Regions from separate parts of the Hordeum vulgare genome. Here regions 2 and 3 are each linked to region 1. Evidence: chromatin contacts called from public Hi-C data. All regions are on one chromosome and are shown on one strand. The core of a region is the stretch at or near the end of the contact, and the rest is flanking DNA. Distances in the headings are between cores, read along the strand shown.

The links. A called contact is a pair of places that touch in the nucleus more often than the background predicts.
Region 2: a contact with region 1 is called in a Hi-C map of seedling, with 5 times the contacts expected there. The contact joins the promoter of LOC123425945 here to the promoter of LOC123425948 in region 1. A contact is called at or near these places in 5 of 6 Hi-C or Micro-C datasets (leaf and seedling) and 1 of 1 datasets of contacts at active chromatin or transcription factors (embryo).
Region 3: a contact with region 1 is called in a Hi-C map of leaf, with 5 times the contacts expected there. The contact joins the promoter of LOC123425950 here to the promoter of LOC123425948 in region 1. A contact is called at or near these places in 4 of 6 Hi-C or Micro-C datasets (leaf and seedling).

What each region holds. Positions count from the first base shown.
Region 1 is chr2H:228,478,110-228,482,329 of MorexV3_pseudomolecules_assembly, forward strand. It overlaps LOC123425948 (serine/threonine-protein kinase 24-like), which reads left to right and starts at 2,364. Exons shown (of 20, transcript XM_045109721.1): 1 at 2,364-2,711. The coding sequence starts at 2,617.
Region 2 is chr2H:227,549,018-227,553,237 of MorexV3_pseudomolecules_assembly, forward strand. LOC123425945 (protein MAIN-LIKE 2-like) reads left to right here and starts at 2,018. Exons shown (of 5, transcript XM_045109712.1): 1 at 2,018-2,218; 2 at 4,167-4,220. The coding sequence starts at 2,033. It overlaps LOC123425944 (pre-mRNA-splicing factor ATP-dependent RNA helicase DEAH7), which reads left to right. Exons shown (of 15, transcript XM_045109710.1): 15 at 1-1,739. The coding sequence ends at 1,510. TRNAH-GUG (a tRNA gene) reads right to left here and starts at 1,963; the gene lies at 1,892-1,963.
Region 3 is chr2H:229,183,894-229,188,113 of MorexV3_pseudomolecules_assembly, forward strand. LOC123425950 (probable protein phosphatase 2C 62) reads left to right here and starts at 2,099. Exons shown (of 5, transcript XM_045109725.1): 1 at 2,099-2,489. The coding sequence starts at 2,451.

The DNA.
Region 1 (4,220 bases), core at 1,114-3,613:
AGGCGATCCACCCATCATGGACCTCCCAGTCAAATTGCCCGGTAGCCAAACCAGACCTCAAAGCCGGTCCATATGGCAGTATTGAGTCAGGTCGCGCGCGCGCCCCGACCAGTACTAGCTGCGCAGACGAATGAAGACGACACGAGGCACACTAATAAGTGGGACCTGCTAAGTCGGCACATATGTGTAACATGCGTGACCTTGCTCGCGAGCACCCCCCACCGCCCAATGACGATAGTCCTAGAAGCCTGCAGCGGCCACATGACAGTGGCCCAAGGAGGGTAGGCGATCCACCCATTAGGTACTTTTGCTATCCCTGGACTACACAAGTCAATAAAGCTAATGTTGATCATTGTTTTTGGATTGTCCATCTTTCAGTTGGATTAAGGTTTTTTCTATTATCTACAAATGAAACTTACTTGGTGCACCTCTGGTATGATAAAAGAAGAGATTGCCCTTTCCTTTTGCATTTTTTTCTGTAGACGATGTTGTGGAGGTTGATTTGAGAATTTATGTGCTCATTAGTTCCATTACTTACTAACCGTATTATACAGTAGTTTATAAATGACGCACCCGACTCTATCTTCCAAGGATATACGAATGAAGTTATTGTTTATTCAAAATACGACTTCTCTTTGCTTGACGAGGAAAGTAAAAATGATAACCTACCAGACAGTAAAATTACATGGCTGATCTCTGTTTTGTGCATGTTAGGTGAGCATTATTAGATGTTCTACTTCTCTTAAGAGAGTGTATCTTCCTCTCATCAGTTGCTCAGTTATATCCCTGGAATAAACAAATCTGTTGTGTTGTAACCTGTTTTGAGTTTTGATACCTTACCGTCTGCGTTCTCATCTGCTTTATGTTGCTTCTCTAAATTATTTCTTTGGGCCACTATCATAACTTGCTTATTTAGTTTAGGTGTGTAGGCCGGATTTTCCACGTGATCGTTTGAGACTACAACCAGGTTGAATTGGCTTTTTTTACAAAGGATCAACAGTTTGAGATGTAGTGCATTTTGATATCTTATGTTGCTGTTGTAAAAGGTGTTGCACTCTTGAGCTGTGATACATGTACATTTAAGTGGCGGATGAGGTAAATTAGGTATTAGGATTAGTCTGCACAATTAGTATGTACATCTAACACGCACTTCAGACTTTTTTCTCCAAGTCATATTGTGGTTGTACCAGTGTACGTGCGTGTGTATGTATGTGTTTTTTTGGCATCATACACTCCCCTGTGAAGTGCGTGTTTAATCACCATTCGATGGACATGTGGATTTGAGGTGTTGGATGGTGTTGGAAATGGTTGATGCTACTAGGTTCCTCACATGTTCTGTTCTTGGAGCGTGTGTGCTATTACAAATTCAAACAAATGCATGCATGCTCGCTTGGCTCTGACCATATGCCATATACTAGCTTTAGTTTGGTTAAAACAAACTCAACTCGATGTATGCAAACTATATGCCCAGTGTCTTTATGCCTTTCCTTGTCCCTCAATTGTTTCTGGCATGCTCGTGATTTTTAAAAGGTTTCTTTTGACTAATTATAACTTATATAGTGGGATATGTATGCGTGCTATTATTTCCAGTTTCAAGGTTGTAGCGAAGATGTGTTGCTGACCATGAAGCACTGCAAGGCTTGAGGATATGTATCACAACTTAGAGACTGGACACAATGCTCTTGCTCCTACCACCATGCAAGTGGTCAATGATTTAGTGTCGAACTATTGATTAGTCCCTCTTTTTTTTCTTTAATCTATGTGATGATGTCCTTTACCATAAGTTATTGTTACGTGGATTCAATAAAAATGATGTTTTAGGCATGTTTGATAGTTATGGAACAAATGCCATAGACGATAGCTATTGCTATTATGGAGATGTTTTGAATTATTGTTTCATTTGCTATTAAATGTTTGATGATCCTTCATCAATCATACACGTTTGCTCAAACCTAAAGCTCCTAAATAACGAAAATATTTTGAAAGCACTCATGATTTGAAAGGTACGTATATTTTTAAGCAAGAGCATATATATTTTTTGCTCAGATATAAAGTTATTGAAAAATACAAATGTTTTCAGTGCGAACATGATTTCAAAAGGATCTGTGCGAACATGATAGCAAGTATTTTGTGCTATCAAATTAAAATGTGTATATACATTTCATTGTAGACAATAATTCATCATGTTTTTTTAACAAATGAGATTAAATCATGAATATTTTTTCCATCGCGCACATGAATTTAGTGTGCCTCTGCCATTTGGCGCAACGGGTCCACTAGTTCCCCAAACCAAAAAACACCCTATAGGACATCCCCACCCTCCAGTCCCCTTCCCGCCTCTGACACCGCTGCCCACCTTCCAGCTCTTCCACGCGGCCCCACCACCTTGGCCACTCCAACTCGCCCAGATGAACAAACCAAACACCTGCACCAAATCTCGCGACATGTAAAAATGGGCCAAGCCGGAAGCAGCCAGCCGCCGACGAGGGCGTAGCGCGACACGGGCACGCCCCTGAATCCTGACCCCAGCCCTGAAGGAGGGAAAGGAGGACGAATCCGGCCGTCTCCTCCTCCCTCCAAAACCCTAGCCGCGGCAGAAGCGAGATCTCAGGGAGGATGTCGGACTCGGCGTCGATGGCGGCCGCCACAGAGGCGCGTTTCAGCAACCGCGACCTCATCGGCCGTGGCTCCTTCGGCGACGTCTATAGAGGGTTCGTTCGCTGACCCCCCCTCCATCATCGCGAACAAAGTTTATTTAATCATTTTCTTCCTCCCTTGTACGCGGATTTTAGCTGATGCTCCTCGGTGGCGGCTAGTGTAGCCTTTCGTTTTGCCTTTGATCGAGCAGCATTGCGGATTAGAGTGTCAACAGGGCATGTCTCATGGCGAATTGGGACATTAGGCGGCATGATTGATGCACTTAAGTAGCCAATCTAAGTGCTGCTCGTGACGTTTTTCACTGATTTATTCCTGTTAGCAAGGTGGCATTGGTGGATTGATCAGGATCTACGTCGAAAGCGTTCTATTTAAATGCAGGGTGATGGATTTACGGAAATAAGCAGTGCTAATTCGGTCAACCTAGTCCCTATCAGAGACAGGCCACAAATTTGTACCAACTAGATAATGCCCCGCTCGTTGCTGCAGGAGTTTTTCGTGTGTTTTCAGAGTAACATCCACATGCCAAAGAAGATAACAATATGAATAAATAATATGACAAATTTCATATTCAAAGATGTTACTACACTATAGATTGCCAGTGTACAATTTGATGAACTGCATTTTGTAATTCTTCTTGGGTATGTTATGTATAGAACTCAGATTGCATGGAAGATAAATATTGCATTGCAGAAATTAAAATACAAAGATGCAGCAGAAAAATAGTGGCAATTGTCTTACAAACATATGAGTTGAAAACATTAGATTTCAAAACCGAACCTGATCTGTAGACTATCTTGTCTTTCATCTTCAACAAAAACCTGGATGGGTGGGGCAGAATCAAGGGACACCTTGAGAAAGTGGTTGCATGGAGAATCTGGTACAGAAAATAGAGGCCACATCGAGGGCTGCAGATCTGTCAGGGCCAACACACATGGTACCAGCAAGCGATATTTGTCAAATATCAAAATCGCTAATGATGGAAGATCACGACATTGAGCTCAGTTGCTCTGCATAGATCCCTTCAGTAGTGCTCCAACACTCGAGATATCACCAACAGGGGATCATCGTTGTTTTGTCGTAACCGAGCGAGTGGCAAGTTACAAAAAATCAAATAATAAGAAAGTGTGCACATATGTCATTCATATATGGTTCCAAGAAGAATGAAAATAATAATTCTTATCGATCTTTGCTTTGGGATAACACCACAAAACTTCTGATTACATGATATCAAAAGGATGAATAACTGTTAAAGTTCAGTGGCAAACAAATAATTCAAATAAAAATATGTTCAAGCACTGAAATAATCAAACTATGAAGACTACATGCACTTCTACTATAAACAATTGATAAATCACCAGTTCCATTGTTAAATAAGGGAGGTGTAATACAAAAAAAAATCAAGAACCACTTTACTGTAAACTAAGATCACTGGCAAAAAAACTAAGATCAGTGATAAACAAATAGCTGAAATAAATGTACCTTCCAGGACTGAACCAATCAACTGAAGACCTGCTACTTGATAAATCATGTGGAGCTTTTCTTGTGGACCTCGGTGCTGGTCA
Region 2 (4,220 bases), core at 768-3,267, 930 kb before region 1:
AGTGAAGCAGGCCATGACAATTCACATAACGAGTGGCCCTGGCGACATCCTCATCTTCATGACCGGACAGGAAGAAATTGAGGCTACTTGCTATGCTCTTGCTGAGCGCATGGAGCAGCTAATATCATCATCCACGAAGAATGTACCCCAGCTCTCCATTTTGCCGATCTACTCGCAGTTGCCTGCTGACTTGCAGGCCAAGATCTTTCAAAAGGCAGAAGAGGGCACTCGCAAATGCATTGTTGCTACCAATATTGCTGAGACGTCACTCACAGTGGATGGTATCTTCTATGTCATTGATACCGGGTATGGAAAGATGAAGGTATACAATCCACGGATGGGCATGGATGCTCTTCAGGTTTTTCCGTGTAGTCGAGCAGCTGCAGACCAGCGTGCAGGACGTGCTGGAAGAACCGGTCCTGGCACATGCTACAGGCTCTTCACAGAATCAGCTTACCAGAATGAGATGCTCCCTAACCCGGTGCCAGAGATTCAAAGGACTAACCTGGGAAACGTGGTTCTCTTGCTGAAATCTCTCAAAGTTGAAAACTTGCTTGATTTTGACTTCATGGACCCACCCCCCCAGGAGAATATCCTCAACTCCATGTACCAGCTATGGGTGTTGGGCGCCTTGAACAATGTTGGTGGACTTACAGAAATAGGTTGGAAGATGGTAGAGTTCCCACTGGACCCGACTCTAGCAAAGATGCTTCTCATGGGGGAGAAGCTAGACTGCCTTGATGAAGTATTGACCATTGTATCCATGCTCTCAGTACCCTCAGTTTTCTTCCGCCCAAAAGATCGAGCAGAGGAGAGCGATGCCGCAAGGGAAAAATTCTTTGTCCCAGAGTCTGACCACCTAACACTCCTGAATGTATACCTGCAATGGAAGTCAAATCAATATCGAGGAGACTGGTGCAATGACCATTTCCTCCATGTTAAGGGTCTCCGTAAAGCTCGGGAAGTGAGGTCTCAACTGCTAGACATACTGAAAGCCCTGAAGATCCCACTGACATCATGCCATATGGAATGGGACGTGGTGAGGAAGGCTATCTGCTCGGCATACTTCCATAACTCGGCAAGGTTGAAGGGCATAGGAGAGTATGTCAACTGCCGGAATGGGATGCCGTGCCACCTGCACCCCAGCAGTGCTCTCTATGGTCTCGGGTACACCCCTGACTATGTGGTGTACCATGAGCTTGTCCTGACAACCAAGGAGTATATGCAGTGTGTGAGCGCAGTGGATCCGCAATGGCTGGCAGAGCTGGGTCCTATGTTCTTCTCTGTGAAAGACACGGACACCTCCCTGCTGGACCACAAGAAGAGGCAGAAGGAGGAGAAGACGGCCATGGAAGAGGAGATGGAGAAGCTGAGGCAGGAACAGGCGGAGGCAGCCCTCATGGAGAAGGAGAGGGAGCGACGGAAGAGAGCCAAGCAGCAGCAGCAGATCTCTATGCCGGGTCTGAAGAAAGGCTCGACATATCTGAGGCCCAAGAAGATGGGTTTGTAGATAACAAAGCTCGAACAAGCTTTTGCAGTGTATTGTGTTTTTTGTAGGCCGAGGGAAACCTGTACAATAGCTATATGTTGGTGATCCAGTCACGCCTGAAGGAATGTAGTAGTTCAAGCCTGCACTCTGCAGCATGTACAACACACATGAATGTAACATTTACAGAACTTGAGAGACGAAACGGCACTGTCAACCACTTTGTCACGATGGCAAAGCATTCTTCTTGGTACCTGTTTGTATGTACACTTGTTAAATTTTAATTCTTGGTTCTTGACTGACTTGTAGCTCAAATTTAGATTGAGTGACATGAAGTCCACCATCTTATTAGCCGGTTCTGAAGTGAACAATTCCCTAGCAAAAAACACACGCAAAAAGAAACCGTGTGGCTGCTGGGATTCGAGCCCAGGTCTCCACGGCCACAACGTGGAATTCTCACCACTAAACTACAGCCACATTATTGTACGAAATAGCCTGAAAGCTTTTATAAATATTGATGGACCTCAGACTGGCCCCCCTCGCTCGATGAGCTTTTCTTCTGGTGGGCCCCGCCTGCTCCATTCTCCACTTTCCCGTCTCCGCCTCCGCCCAAGCCCCAGCCCCCAGGGAAAGGGAAGGGAAAGGAGGTGCCCTAACACCGTCCAACAGTCTAACAGCCTCCGGAGGCGGAGGCTAGCGGTGTGTCACCTACCGCCCCTCGCCGGCGAGCAGGTACTCTGCGATTCCTCGTCATTCTCAACATCCCTATCGGGCTGGGCTGGAGGGAGCCCTCGTTCTTAGATCCATCGATGCCACTTGCACTTCTCCGTAATCTCATTCTCGTGTGTCCGTGGTAAGACGGCTTTGTGAATCGTGACTGGAACGCTATGCAGAAAAGCAGGCAGTATAGGTTTAATGCATTGTGCAGTTGTTCCATGCATGCGTGTTCCTCGGTGGCAACTGATTGCGCCGCCTGACTCAGCATTTGCCAAATTGCGGGTTTGCCTTGTGCTTTGTTCGAATCATTCAGTGCGTGGTGCTGATAACAAGAGCACCGTCTGGGTTTGGTCGGTTCCGTTGACTTGACTGATTCTTCTTGAGTCTTCTCATGGTAGACGCATGGACTGTTCTGCATTCTGTTGGTGCATTGCACAAGACCTCATTTAGATGGTTAAGTGCTTTTCCGCATACCACTGATGGAATACTTGGATCAGGTAACAAGCGGATGCGAAAAATTTCACGCAGGATATTATGGATATTTTCACGGCACTTATTTATTGTAAGGCTTTTCTAGGAAAAAGTATACTCCCTCTGGTCATGTTTTACTTGTCACACAAATTGATAAAAATGGATGTACCTAAAACTAAAATACATCTACATACATCCATTCCTATAACAAATATTTTCGGACGGAGGAGGTATTTGACAATACAGAATCAGTCTGCTTATTGTTTGCCATGTTGTGCCCATTTGCTGGATCTGCCGTGAGAACATTTGAAAATTCATTGCTATCGCCTCATTAAAAACTGGGTCTACCTAGGGGGCGGGTGATAACGTATACACACCAGCAAAGGTTCCATTTTCCGTTTCTCCTTTAGTCCATGTGCTTAAACTTTTATATAGCTTGAAATAGATTGTAATTGGGTCACTTATCAGGTTTCATCGGGATCAAGCCCCACACCCCAAGCTACCACCCTGAAGAACAATAACCCCCTTGGAGCCTTACTTTTAGAGATGCCGTGACTCTCGTCTCACGACCCTTTTCCTTGCACTGGTCAAGCACAGGTCCTGGTAACTGTGCTTTACACAACGATTTATCATCAGAGACTATAGAGCTAACTTGCTTGGAGAAATGAAATAATATTTATGAATATTTATACTTGGTATGATTTGGGTGCCAAATCTTGTAGAACACCTGGAACATTTACTAAAAAAGGTTGAAAGTTATTTTGAGTGTCCTAAATAATTGTCCTCTTATTTTGTTTTGCTAGACAGCCAGAGCAATATTGTTAGAAGAGTCTGTTTGTGGACCTTAAAAGCTGCAACATACTGGTGGCATCCAAAGATGTGCCATGCTCATCTCCTCAGCTGATTACTGAAGGGGAAAACATTATTATTACTCAGACTGACCTCACTAATATTTCTGCCACTGTAAAAAAATTCTACACCTGTCACTGTTTAGATTTTAGAACAAATAGTGGCTACGGATGGAACTTTTGTGCATGTGTATGTGTATGTAATTCACTTTACTTTTATCCATGAATCATCCTACCAGTGGGAGTGATGGGTAGTTGGCAAATTATAGGGCAAGAAAAAAGTTCAAAACATACTTTAACTTCCCGTAGATGTTCTCAATCTGAAATTCTGAATTATTGTGTGCCTGACTATATTTATGTTGCACAAGCATCCCTTAACTGCTCAAAATATTCCATTAGAAATGGTGTATTTGAATCTATGATTGCCGGGCATCACTGTTAACAATTATAAGAAATGGTGTGTTTTCTCTTCATTATTCTGGTGCATGCACTGTAGTGTATTGATTCCATCCTTTTTAGTTGTTTTTGCACATCATTTCTGTCAGCTGGATCTGCACAAATACCAACATTCCTGTTCGGTCTACCTTTTGCTTAACAATAGTGGACGTGGACCATTTACCTTCATTTTCTTACCATGTTTCCAGGATAAGATGAACCCCACAGCTCATGATCAGACAACACAGCAACAAAAACAAAAT
Region 3 (4,220 bases), core at 849-3,348, 710 kb after region 1:
TCCAAAATGCCATAATAAGCTCAAAATGGCATAAGAACCTTGGTTAGCTCATGAATATTATATACTTAGCTTGTTTTCCTCTAAAATGACATAATTAGCCCATTTAGCTCAAAAAAGACATAATTAGGTAATTTAGCTCCAACAAATGATATATAGTTCACCACATATATACTTAGCTTGTTTTCCGCTAAAAATGACATAATTAGCTGAAAAACATCATATTTTGTTCTTCTTCTAACTTTCTTATTCACATTTTTGCAGATTGGATATACTACATGCATGGAAGCTGGCATTCATGGAGTTGAACAATGTCGATAGATGAACTTTATATGTATATCATCTAGTTTTCATTTGAGTTGATGAACAATGTCGAACTATATGTATATATGTATATATGGATAAACAGTGCAATACTTGGTATGTTGGTTCTTTGGATATATGGGGATGTACATTGGTGAATCATATATGTGTGGTGAATTATATATATGTGTTGGCAAGTATATGTCTGGTGAACTATATATCATATATGTGTGGTGAATTATATAAATGTGCTGTCAAATATATATATATATATATATATATATATGTGATGTGAAATAATATAAAACAAAAAAAACAGGAACTATATGGTCTCTTTGCCGTCTGCCAGCTGATGGCAAAGACCTGTGCCATCAGCTGGCAGACGGCAAAGGTGCCACATGGCACCCAGCTGTGCATTCTGGGGTGTCTATGTAGTCTCTTTGCCGTCAGCCTCCAGGGTGGGCAGACGGCAAAGAAGAGGGAACAGGGGAGGGGGGAGGAGGAGGCAGACGACAAAGAGTGGAGAGAGGGGGGAGGGGAGGAGCTGGCAGACGGCAAAGATGGACGGGGAGGCAGACGACAAAGATGGAGGGGGAGGGGAGGGGAAGAGAAGGCAGACGACAAAGATGGACGGGGAGGGAGACGGCAAAGATGGACGGGGAGGCAGACGGCAAAGCCTCCGTTAACCCCTAACGGAGGCAACGCCTGACGGCTGCCGTCTCGAACACTTTGCCGACTGCTCCTAAGGAAAGCTGACGGCAAAGAGCTTTGCCGTCCGCTTTGGGGGGGGGGGGGGGGGGCAGACGGCAAAGAAGGTCCTATGCCGTCGTAGGCTGACGCAGAAATTTTGCCGGCCGTGAGAATCTTTGCCGTCTGTGATATTGTCTTTGCCGTCCGGGATATTGTCTTTGCCGTCTGTGATGGCAGACGATAAAGAAGCTGATTCCTAGATACATATCCCCATCAGTTCAAACGCTACTTTTTTTGTACAAAAGAATCAACGTGCTTCCTCCATATGTCGTCGAATCCCTTCATACGTAAGGCTTGTTGTAGGAATGACCATTTAACTTTGTCATATGCTTTTTCAGAATCCACCTTAAAGATAACTCCATCTAGTTTCTTCGAATGGATTTCGTGTAGGGTTTATGTAGGACAACCACACCCTCTAGTATGTTTCTCTGTGGCATGAAAACCGTCTGACTTGGTTGCACCACAACATGTATAATCCGTATCAATCTATTTGTTCCAACCTTAATAAATATTTTAAAACTCACATTAAACAGACAAATATGACGGAATTGTTCAATGCGCACCGTTCCCTTTTTCTTTGGCAACAACATAGTTGTCCCAAAGTTTAGATGAAAAAGTGTAAATGTCCATTAAATAAATCATAAAACATCAAAAGTAAATCACCCTTAGTGAAAATAATAGAAGCATACAAATGATTTAGCGTCAAGTGGCCATGTTCCACTTAATTGAAGTAACAAGCAAACGCTTGTTCTTTCTGCGAGGAGAGAGGAAACTACCCCAAAGTCAATTACTCGTGTTTGCAGGCCATTCTGCAACTTGTGGTTGACGACCAGTCAATCTAATTATACAGCTTTCAAGTTTTACACATGCTTTATCGATAGCTTGTCATGAAACTCCAGAGTGGTCAGGTGCCAAGTTTGTCAAATAGAGTCGTGGAATTTTGCCCCAGTCCTGCGTTTCACATGAAATGAAATGCTCCCAAATGTGAAATAGTATGAAAAGGACAGGGGGGAAGCCGACCGCTTTTTTCCCTGCCCGCACCCGACATTTCCATTGCCCCAACCCCTACCAATCTCAGGTCAACCGACTCTATCCAACAAGACCCAGCCCCCTTCGCAAGGCCGAAGCTGACCCCCACCCCCACCCCCACCCCCACCAACCCCTCCTCCCTCCCTCCCTCAATTATTATAAGTTGTTAGCATTGTTAATCACTTCAGAGTCGACCGATCCATCCGACCATCAGCTGTATTGTTCGGTGGATGACAGCAGGGGAGAGGTGCGATTCTGACTTTCTGAGGGGCGGCTGGATTCCAAGAAACCATCTTCTTGTGCTGCTAGCTAGGGGCGACGCAGTTTCTGTCAGGGAATTGTAAACCGGTGGTCTCGAGGAACCCAATCCCATGGCCGGCAAGGAAATCTACCACAAGATGAAGGACAAGGTAATACTTTCTTTCTTGTTTTCATCAGTTTGCGCTGATTTGCGAGTTTAGCTAGTAGATACATCGTATGCTTGCTTTTCTTGTCCTTGGCCTTGCATTAAAGATGTGAGCTGGAGTTTGAGAGTCCCGTGAAATGGCGGATGTGGATTGACGTGTTGTGCTTCAAGTTCGAGCATGTCTTGGGAAATTGTAGAATGATGATACTCAATCGGTTACTTTTGCTGGTCAACTATTTTACCTTCTCCAGTGATGCAGATGATTGTGAGTTGTCAAGTTTGGTCACCCGTAACGATGCCTGGTTACCATGGATCTTTGTATTACTCCCTCCGATCCATAATATGTGTCGCAGTTTTGAAGTTTGAACTGAGGTTGAACTAGGGAATAACTTTTTTCTTTGGTGGGGGTGGGGCGGTGGGTTGAGGTATATAGTTGGTTCCTTTCGGAGAATTGGTATGCATAAGTTTCAATAGCTGGATGGATTAACTTAAGGAAAGGAATTTACGAGGGTAACCTATTGTTCTAACCCTAGAATGTCACCGTGGTAATAGAAATGCTAATCTGAATGAAGGTTGTTAGTTTTGCAAAAGAGATTGCAAATGTCTTTTCAAGTGTTTGAGTGTTTTTTAAGTCAAATGCAATCAAGAACTACAAAGGCTAGAAGCAAAAGTTATAAGTTCCTCGTGTATATGCACTACTGCGCTACACATATGAATGTCTCATGTTCTGTTGTTAGGGAACAATATAAATTCCCTGTTTCTTGCTGATAGCTTGGAATGAAGAAATTTTGAGGAAGCAAACACTTTTGGGAACAAGAGAAAACAATTCAATATCTTGGTTGTAAAAGCATGGTAGGAGAGCACAATACAGTGGACAATATGCACAGGCTTAGATTTTAATTGACACTCAAAGGCACAACCGTCATGTTTGTTGGTTTAGTATGAGTTTTATTTTGTATTGGTGAAGCCTCAGTGAAAGGACGTGGATGTCGCCTGGAGGGGGGGGGGGTGAATAGGCGCTTTAAAATAATTACGGTTTAGGCTTGAACAAATGCGGAATAAAACTAACGTTTAATTTGTCAAGCACAAAACCTAAAACAACTAGGCTCACCTATGTGCACCAACAACTTATGCTAAGCAAGATAAACAACTAAGTGATAGCAAGATATATAAGAAGAAACAATATGGCTATCATAAAGTAAAGTGCATAAGTAAAGGGCTCGGAAAAGAGATAACCGAGAAACGCGGAGACGACGATGTATCCCGAAGTTCACACCCTTGCGGATGCTAATCTCCGTTTGGAGCGGTGTGGAGGCACAATGCTCCCCAAGATGCCACTAAGGCCACCGTAATCTCCCCATGGCCTCGCACAATGCAAGATGCCGTGATTCCACTAAGGGACCCTTGAGGGCGGTCACCGAACCCGTACAAACAAGGTTGAAGCAATCTCCACAACTTAATTTGAGGCTCCCAACAACACCACGAAGCTTCACAACAATGGAATATGGTTTTGAGGTAACCTCAAATGCCCGAGGCAATCTCCACAACCTAATTGGAGACCCCGACACTTGCCCAGAGTTTTACACCACAATGATTGAGCTCCAAAACACCACCAAACTTCAAGGACGCCAAAACATCCACGAAGAAGAAGAACAATCATTAGGGTACCAAGCACCCAAGGGTAATAAGCTTCTCAAACTTCACTTGCACGTATCACCGTTAAGAACTCAAACCA